Regions from separate parts of the Ovis aries genome. Here region 1 is linked to region 2. A link is a contact called in public Hi-C data. All regions are on one chromosome and are shown on one strand. Each heading gives the region's core, a stretch centred on a gene start, on an enhancer-like site or on the middle of the called end of the contact. The rest is flanking DNA. Distances are from core to core; before and after follow the strand shown.

Evidence for each region. A called contact is a pair of places that touch in the nucleus more often than the background predicts.
Region 1: a contact with region 2 is called in a Hi-C map of liver, with 5 times the contacts expected there. The contact joins the promoter of SEMA4C here to the enhancer-like site in region 2. A contact is called at or near these places in 13 of 16 Hi-C or Micro-C datasets (blood, hypothalamus, liver and 6 more).

The regions. Positions count from the first base shown.
Region 1 is chr3:103,658,549-103,662,071 of ARS-UI_Ramb_v3.0, forward strand. It overlaps SEMA4C (semaphorin 4C), which reads left to right and starts at 1,983. Exons shown (of 15, transcript XM_060413963.1): 1 at 1,983-2,185.
Region 2 is chr3:103,576,443-103,580,083 of ARS-UI_Ramb_v3.0, forward strand. FAM178B (family with sequence similarity 178 member B) reads left to right here. Exons shown (of 16, transcript XM_042246470.2): 6 at 1,823-1,928. Among named protein-coding and RNA genes, the nearest start is that of FAM178B, 22 kb to the left of the region's middle. Within about 2 kb of position 1,974, at least 26 of the 54 cell types and tissues checked have an H3K27ac peak or open chromatin away from gene starts, as enhancers often do. A contact at or near this core is called in hypothalamus and liver, where this site is marked.

The sequences.
Region 1 (3,523 bases), core at 733-3,232, 82 kb after region 2:
CAGATCTGTCTCTAGGGCCAGCGTGAGCTGCCAGTGGGTCCTTAGGGAACCTGGCGGCTGGAGGGGGGAGGGGGGGGCAGGTGGTGCGGCATTTAGTCCATCTGCCTTTTCTTGGCCACAAGCAGTTAAACAAATGGGGTAAGTAAGAGGGTCTGTGAAGGCCTAAGGTGTGAACCCTGGGCCCCTTCCATACGAGTGTGGTCAGTCACTTCAGTTGCACTGAAGTACAACTTTGCACTTCAGTCCGACTCTGCACGACCCCATGGACTGTAGCCCCGCCAGCCGCCTCTGTCCATCGGATTTCCCAGACAAGAATACTGGAGTGGGTTGCCATGCCTTCCTCCAGGGGATCTTCCTGATCCAGAGATCCAACCCGTATCTCCTACATTGGCAGGCAGATTCTGTACCATCTGAGCCACCAGGGAAACCCTCATTTTAAAGTATGAATCACGAGCAAACAGGCATGCAGGAAACTTTACCCCCTGCCCACCCACCCACGGAAAAGGCGAGCACTGGAAAGGAACAGAATCCAGCAGGAAATGAGCAAGGTAGAAAGGGGAGCAGGCGAGGAGCATTGGAAAGGGAAGAGCTGTGTGATGAGGAACCAAGAAGCCCGCCTTGAGCTACAGAAGACATCCCTGCCAGTGAAACCAAACCCTTCAGAGACTTTCCCCTGGGGCCAGTCTTGCAGGTGGGGCCAGAAGCTCAGGTCTTGGCCTGGTAACCCTCACACCTAGAGGTGAGAAAAGACAGCAGAAAACGAAGTGTCTGTCGCCTAAACATCGGGATATCCCATAACTTAGTGGAAAGATGGGATCAGGAGTCTCAAAGCCTGATTTAACATTCTGACCTTGCTAGTTATCAGTGTGACTTTGGGCAGGTTATGCCTTCCTGCCACTCATCTGATCTATAAAATGAGAGAAGCAATGCCTACTTTGTAAAGGGTGGTCGTGAGGGCAGAGTGAAGGCAGGTTGCAAAGTCTAAAGCACAGACCCAAATATGAGGGTACCCGCCTATGGATTTACCTGCCCTTAAATTAAGGAAGCAAGGTCTAACTGGGACAAGGGGGTCGCACATCTTCTCCCGCCCTGTCAACTGGAACAGAGCCTTCCCTGCCCACCCCTGCTGATTCACTGGCTCACCCCCTATCTCCAGTATCTCCAGGGCCTCAGCTTTTTTTTTTTTTTTTTTCCTGGTGCAAAGGAGCTGGGAAATGCTGTGGCCAGTGCAGGAGAAGGGGCCTTTATGTATACCAGCAAAGACCCGATTGTTACTGAATCCAAACTGGGCTGCTTTTCCCAATTATCTCCACTACTCTTCTGGTCTCTACTTTTTCTGATGCCAAGTTTTAACCCAGAACAAAAGCTCCTGTCGGGACTGATTTATAATCCAGATCTGCTGACAAGGCCCTAAAGGGTCCCTCCCCTCCAGGGCTGCACCATGCTTAAAGTTACCACTCAAGCCACTGGGCCACCAGTCTCTCCACCTCTGCCCTTTGTCCCTAGCTAGGAGGTGGCATCTGTCTCCAGGTCCCAGTGGGGTAGCCTCCCTGGGGTTCCGCTGTTCACCGGCCCAGCTCAGAGGACTAACTAGCTGGCAAGGAGGACAGCCCAGCACAGCCCAGGAGGCCAGAGCTACAAGGTACTTCTAGGAGCGGCTGTGGGCAGAGGCTCGAGACCTCCTCCAGCGAGGCTCCCCTCAGCCCCTCTCATCTGAACATCAGGGCTCAGGTCACTTGCTATTCAGCCTTCTAGCGGCACCAGGAGGAGTCATTTCCTGAGGGTACGCTCAGCACAACTGGAGTCGAGGGTGGTTTCACCTGGATCAGGACGAGGGGTCGCTGAGCGGGTCCCTTCTGGAGCCTGAGAAACAAGAGGCATAAGGTCTCCGGAGATTTGAGGCGGGGGTGGGGGGGGGGGGTGGGGGTGGGGTGTCCGTCTTCCTGGCTGGCGAAGTCCGTTCCGGTCTGATCGCAGGGCTCAGTGGGAGTTGAAGAAAGGAAACAATCGGGGGGCCAAAAGACCACTCTGGTGCGCCCCAAAGAGAAGCCTGGGATACTCTCCAGGAGGTGGCCCGCCCGCCTTCGTTCCAGTAGCCATAGCGTGGGGAGCCTCTTAGACCCCTTCCCGAGCCGGGCTGCCCAGCTCGCACGGTTGGCTTAGGGGGACACTTCGGAAAAACCGGGTGAGTCCGACACCCGCCTTGCTAGGGCCCGATGTCCCTCCCCCGCCCCACCTCCCGGCGCGGTGGCGCAGATCTCTGCCGGGGGGCGCGGGGCGGCCTGGCTCCGGGAAGGGCGGGGGTCCGAGCCCCCAGCCAGGGAGCAGGGAGGCGTGCGGGTCGCAGCCCCCTCCGGGGCGGGCCTTCGCGTCACGCCCCCGGCCTCCGACGACATCCCCCACCCCGCCTGACGTCAGGGGGGAGGTGGCGGAGAGCCTCGGCAGCGGCGGAGAAAGAGCCGGCGCCCGCCGCGGTGGCGCGGGGAGCCCGAGCCCAGGGGCGCCGAGCCGAGCCGGGCCGAGGGGCGGTGGCGGAGGGGCAGCGGAGCAGAGCGGGCAGGCGCGCGCGGGCGGGCGGGCGGCGGCGCGCGGGCAGAGGCGGACCGTGGTCGGAGCCGAACGCGAGGGCGGCGCCCAGAGATTCGAGCAGCGAAGAAGAGGTGAGTGAGGCCGGGGTTGCACGGGGCCAGAGCCAAGGGGCTCTCCGGGGCCGCCGCTTTGTCCCCAGACTCGAGCAGGGGACGCTACACGCGCGAGGGACAGGGTCTGGGGGCGCAGGGAGGGGCGGCGGCGAGGACAGCTGTCCGCCCGAGCGCCTCCCTGCGCCTCCCGCGGGCTGCTTCGCGGGGGCTCGGGAGCGGGGCTAGTGGCGCCCGCAGCCCCAGCGTCCGGAGGCACGGACTGGCCGGGCGGGGGACGGGGCTCAGGGTGCGGGGGGTCCCTCGTACTGTCCGGTCCGCGCCCGCGATCTTTTCCAGGCCCCCGAACTGCCCCCGGCTCCCCCACCCCCGACGGAAAGTTTGGGGCGGGCTTGGACGGAGGCCGATGTTGTGAGATCGGATTTCCCTGCCGCGGCCCCCGGCCGCGCGCCCGCTCCGCTGGGGAGGCGGGCTGTCCTGGAAAGTCAGGCTCCAGAGCCGCGCCGCCCAGTCCCCGCCTGGAGCGCTCGCCCTGCAGCTGCTGGGGCGCCGTCCGCGGCCCGCCGCTCGGGGTGGGCAAGGGTGGGGGGCGCGCCGCCGGGACCCGCACCCCTCTACACACCGCCACCCCCGGGGCTGCCCGTTTCCGCCGCCCTGGGAGGAGTAGTGCCGGCAGAGCCTCGGAGCGCGCTGGGGGTCCGGCCTGGGCCTGGGGTAAGGAATCGAGAGAAGGCTGGGAGTGTGTTGGGGGGACGGGTTGAGGGGTGAACGCATCCCCGCCCCCCTTCACCCCCCGCCGCCCTTCCCGCGCTGGGGAACTGGGCCGACAGGGGGCGTCCGTCGGTCGGGCTCCGCCACGCTCCCAGCGCCTCCGCTTTGTTTGC
Region 2 (3,641 bases), core at 724-3,223:
ACGTCTTCAACCAAGAGGCGTCTCTCCCTCTGAGCAGCAGTTGGAAATGTGTTGATTTGAGCCGACAGGGGCTTGTAGAATCCATTCCCCTACAGAGAAGCTGGCGGGTGCCCCCTGAGCAGAACGCCAGAGCCAGCATCGTCTTGGAGTCCCTGGAGCGCCGGCCTCCTTCCACATGGCCCCCAGCCAGGCCCTGCCAACCTGTGAGGCCCTCCAGACGCGGCTGGCTTGGCTGTAGTCTGCATTTGGGGGGCTGCGCATGAGCCACACAGGCATCACCGGGTCAGCACATGGAAGTGGCTGTGTGACTGAGCATGTGGGGCAGAAATGGCGTGTGCCAGCAGCCCTGGGGTGCACACGTGTTTGTATGTACAAATAAAGGTCTGTTTTAGAACGGTCAGCTTCACAGACACAGGAACAAAGCTGCTTTCTCCTCTGAACTTAAATGATTTGGGGGCGGGGGGGACACAATTTGTAAATTGCCTGGATATACTCAAAGAGACAGCAACTTGGCTTGGAGGAGCATCTTTGTTTTGGAGCATTCTGTTCCTGGCAGATTAAAATATGATGTCCTTTTTAAAGAGGAGGAGGAGGGTGAGCCGACTGAGGAAATTTCTATCTAGAGTCATGACTTTAAATGCCGTCCGAAATGTTCTTTGCCTGGATTTGGTTGTTTAAAGAAGAATGGACATGAAGTTAACGGTTTCATTTATCTGGAATCCTTATTAATTGCTTTTAGGACATTATCTAAAAAGAGTAAAGAGGCATTCACCAGACTCAGAGTATTAGGTTGTTGTTATTCAGTCGCTAAGTCGTGTGCGGACTCTGTGACTCCATGGACTTCAGAATGCCAGTCTTCCCTGTCCTCCAGGGAGGATCCAGCCCCAAACCCAACTTCCCCAGAATGCCAGGAGGGGAGTGAAGTCCAGCACCTTCCACCAGAGGCCCGAAAATCACACGAAATCCGACACCTCGTCCAGGGATCTGGGGTCCCATGGGTCCAGATGATCTCCCAGGGTGACAGTGAGCTCAAAGCAGAGCTCCTCCCCACGCCAGCAGCTCAGGGCAGGAGGGTGAGGCCTGACAGCCCGCGGTGAAATCACGGCCCCAGAAGCACGGGGTTCCCCCCCCAACCCCCGGTCAGGACCCTTGCCGTTCACATGGTTTCCCAAGACCCCTCTGCCTCCCTGTTACTTCCTTCCCCTGATCTCCCCGTCCTGGGCCCCTGTCTGTTCTTTTCCCGTCTTCTCAGGTGTCCCCTTTGTTTTGGAAAAACACAAGATGGGGCAGACATGCTCTGTGTAACCGGACCCAGACGCCGGCCCCACAGCGGGTAATCCTCTACCCCGGCTGCAGCTGGGCTAAGAGGCGAGGCTCCCGGGCACGCTCCTCATCACAGCCCAGACCCTTCTCAAAACTGGTCAGCACCTCAGTTTCCCGCTCCATCACGCAGGAAAAACAAACTGTGCTCCCCAGCCCTGTGCGTAAAACTCTGAGAGGGGAATTTCCCTGGCGCTTCCCCTGCCAGGCACCCGGGTTCTAGCCCTGGCGGGGAGACTAAGATGCTGCAAGCCTGGCAGGGCGCGGCCAAAAAACAAAAAAAAGCGAACGACATTGTGAGACGTGTTCGTGGACAGCGTATGATTCTGAATGGCGCTGTGGGTTGTTTTCTGTTCCAGCAGCTGCCTGCCCTGAGCGTCTTTGTCCAGAGCGGTGACCGCTTCTAGTCCCGGGAAAGCTCGGACGCCCCCGCTCAGCCTCGCTGAGAGGGTCACGGAGGAGGGTCGCCTCCCTGACCCCCCGCTCTGTCCTGCCCCCGCAGCTCCTCGCCGGCCCGGCAGCTCACCTTCCTGCGCCAGGGCCTCCTGAGCAGCGTCTACCTGCCCGTGGGCGACCGCCCCATGCCCCTGCTCCGGTGGCTGTTACAGGTGAGGACCGCGACTGCCGCTAGGTGGCGGGAGCGAGCCGGCCCAGCACCCGGGGGAGGGCCGCCGGCCGGCGGGGCGGGGCTCCCATCCTCCGGCCCGTGGGGCTGCTGGGTTGGTCCTCGCTGAGGCTGGAGGAGGGAGGGAGACTTGTGGTGATGGAGTCAGGAAGGGGCAGGCACCGGCCTGTAGCCTCACGCCGGGACCCCCCAGCGCGTGTGCCTTGCAGGGTGTTGCCTCTCTGTGATTCCCGCTCAACAGGTGCTCCCATTGTGTGCAGGCTCTTCTCCAGGCTCCTGGTCTGGGCCCTCATCCAGCGGCCTTGCAGGTGTGAAGGCCCTCGTAGATCTGGAGCTGGGGTGCTCGCTGTGGAGCTGTGGTTCAGCTGGAAAAGCCTAGAACAGCTGCTGTCTTCCCCCCGCCCCCCTTCCTTTCTGGTCACTGCCAGAACATTTTGCCTTGGTGGAACATGCTTTCTGCCCTAGGCTCAGAACCCTCACATGGAGAAAGACAGTGAGGAGAAGCCAGCAGGGAAAGCCCAGGCACCAGCTGCTGGGATCTGAACGCAGGGCACGGGGATGAGGCCTTGGCCCCCATCCTGGACCATCTATACTGGGGACAGCAGGTCCCAAGCTCTAGCTGGTCTCATTCCTGCCAGTTGGAGCCTAGACCCCAGCTGTAAATTAGACCCGCCTTGCGAGGCGGATCGTTCTTGGGACTCCTCAGCCTCAGCAGACTGGCTGCCTTCCAGAAACAGCCCTCCAGCTCTCTCTCCTTCCCACTGGGTCCTTCCCCATTGCCCCTCCCTGCCGCTCCCCCAGACCCTGGGCGACACAGGGGACACAGTGACCATTCTTCCCTGTCCTGTCCTGCAGCTTCTCTCTGCCTGCACAGCACACGACAGACACAGAGCCGGTCTGAGATGCTGGCCACAGAGGGTCCTTGTGTGACCCTGGCACAGCATGGAGTGCACGAGCCCCGCCTGGTCTCTCCCCAGCCTCTGTCGCCTGTGGGGGGAGGGGTGCGGCAGCAGAGGACCCCCAGCCCTGCGTCTCCGCCTAGTACTGTGTGACGTGGGCCGTCATTTAACAGCGGCTCTGTGTCTCCGTCTCTCACTCGGTAAACTGGGCTCAGCAATCTCGCGTGAAGGTCGAGTGGGGAACTCCTGTGGCCTGCCTTGTCCTTCTGGTCCCGCCCGCTGCTCTGCTCAGGGCCTGGACACCATCGGGAAGGAATGGTGTCAACCCAGAGGTCAGGCTCTCCATCTTCAGGAAGGAGAAACAAAAGCTGAAGTCGGATCCATGCAAGGGGTGCACTTGGCCTTGGGGACGTCTTCTCGGGAAGACCCTGCCCAACATCTCTATCTCTGGAGGGAAGAAGGAGCAGGGCATTGATGTCTGCCACTCAGGGGACCACCCCGTAGGCCTTAGGGTGGGCTCTGACGCTCACTTCCGAGGTTTGGGTTGTCTTGCCACTTGGAACTTCTCTCCCCGCAGCAGCAGTGGCGCTTGTTCTCTCGCAGACCTTGGCTGAGGCCTGGCTGCATGCTGAGCTGCAGGGACAGAAAGATTCTGGCAGTGGTGACCCAGGTGTCCATTGAGGGCTTCCCCGGTGGCACAGTGGTGAAGAATCCACCTGCCAATGCAGGAGACCGGGGTTCCATCCCCGGGTCAGGAAGATCCCCTGGAAGAGGAAATGGCAACCCACTCCAGTATT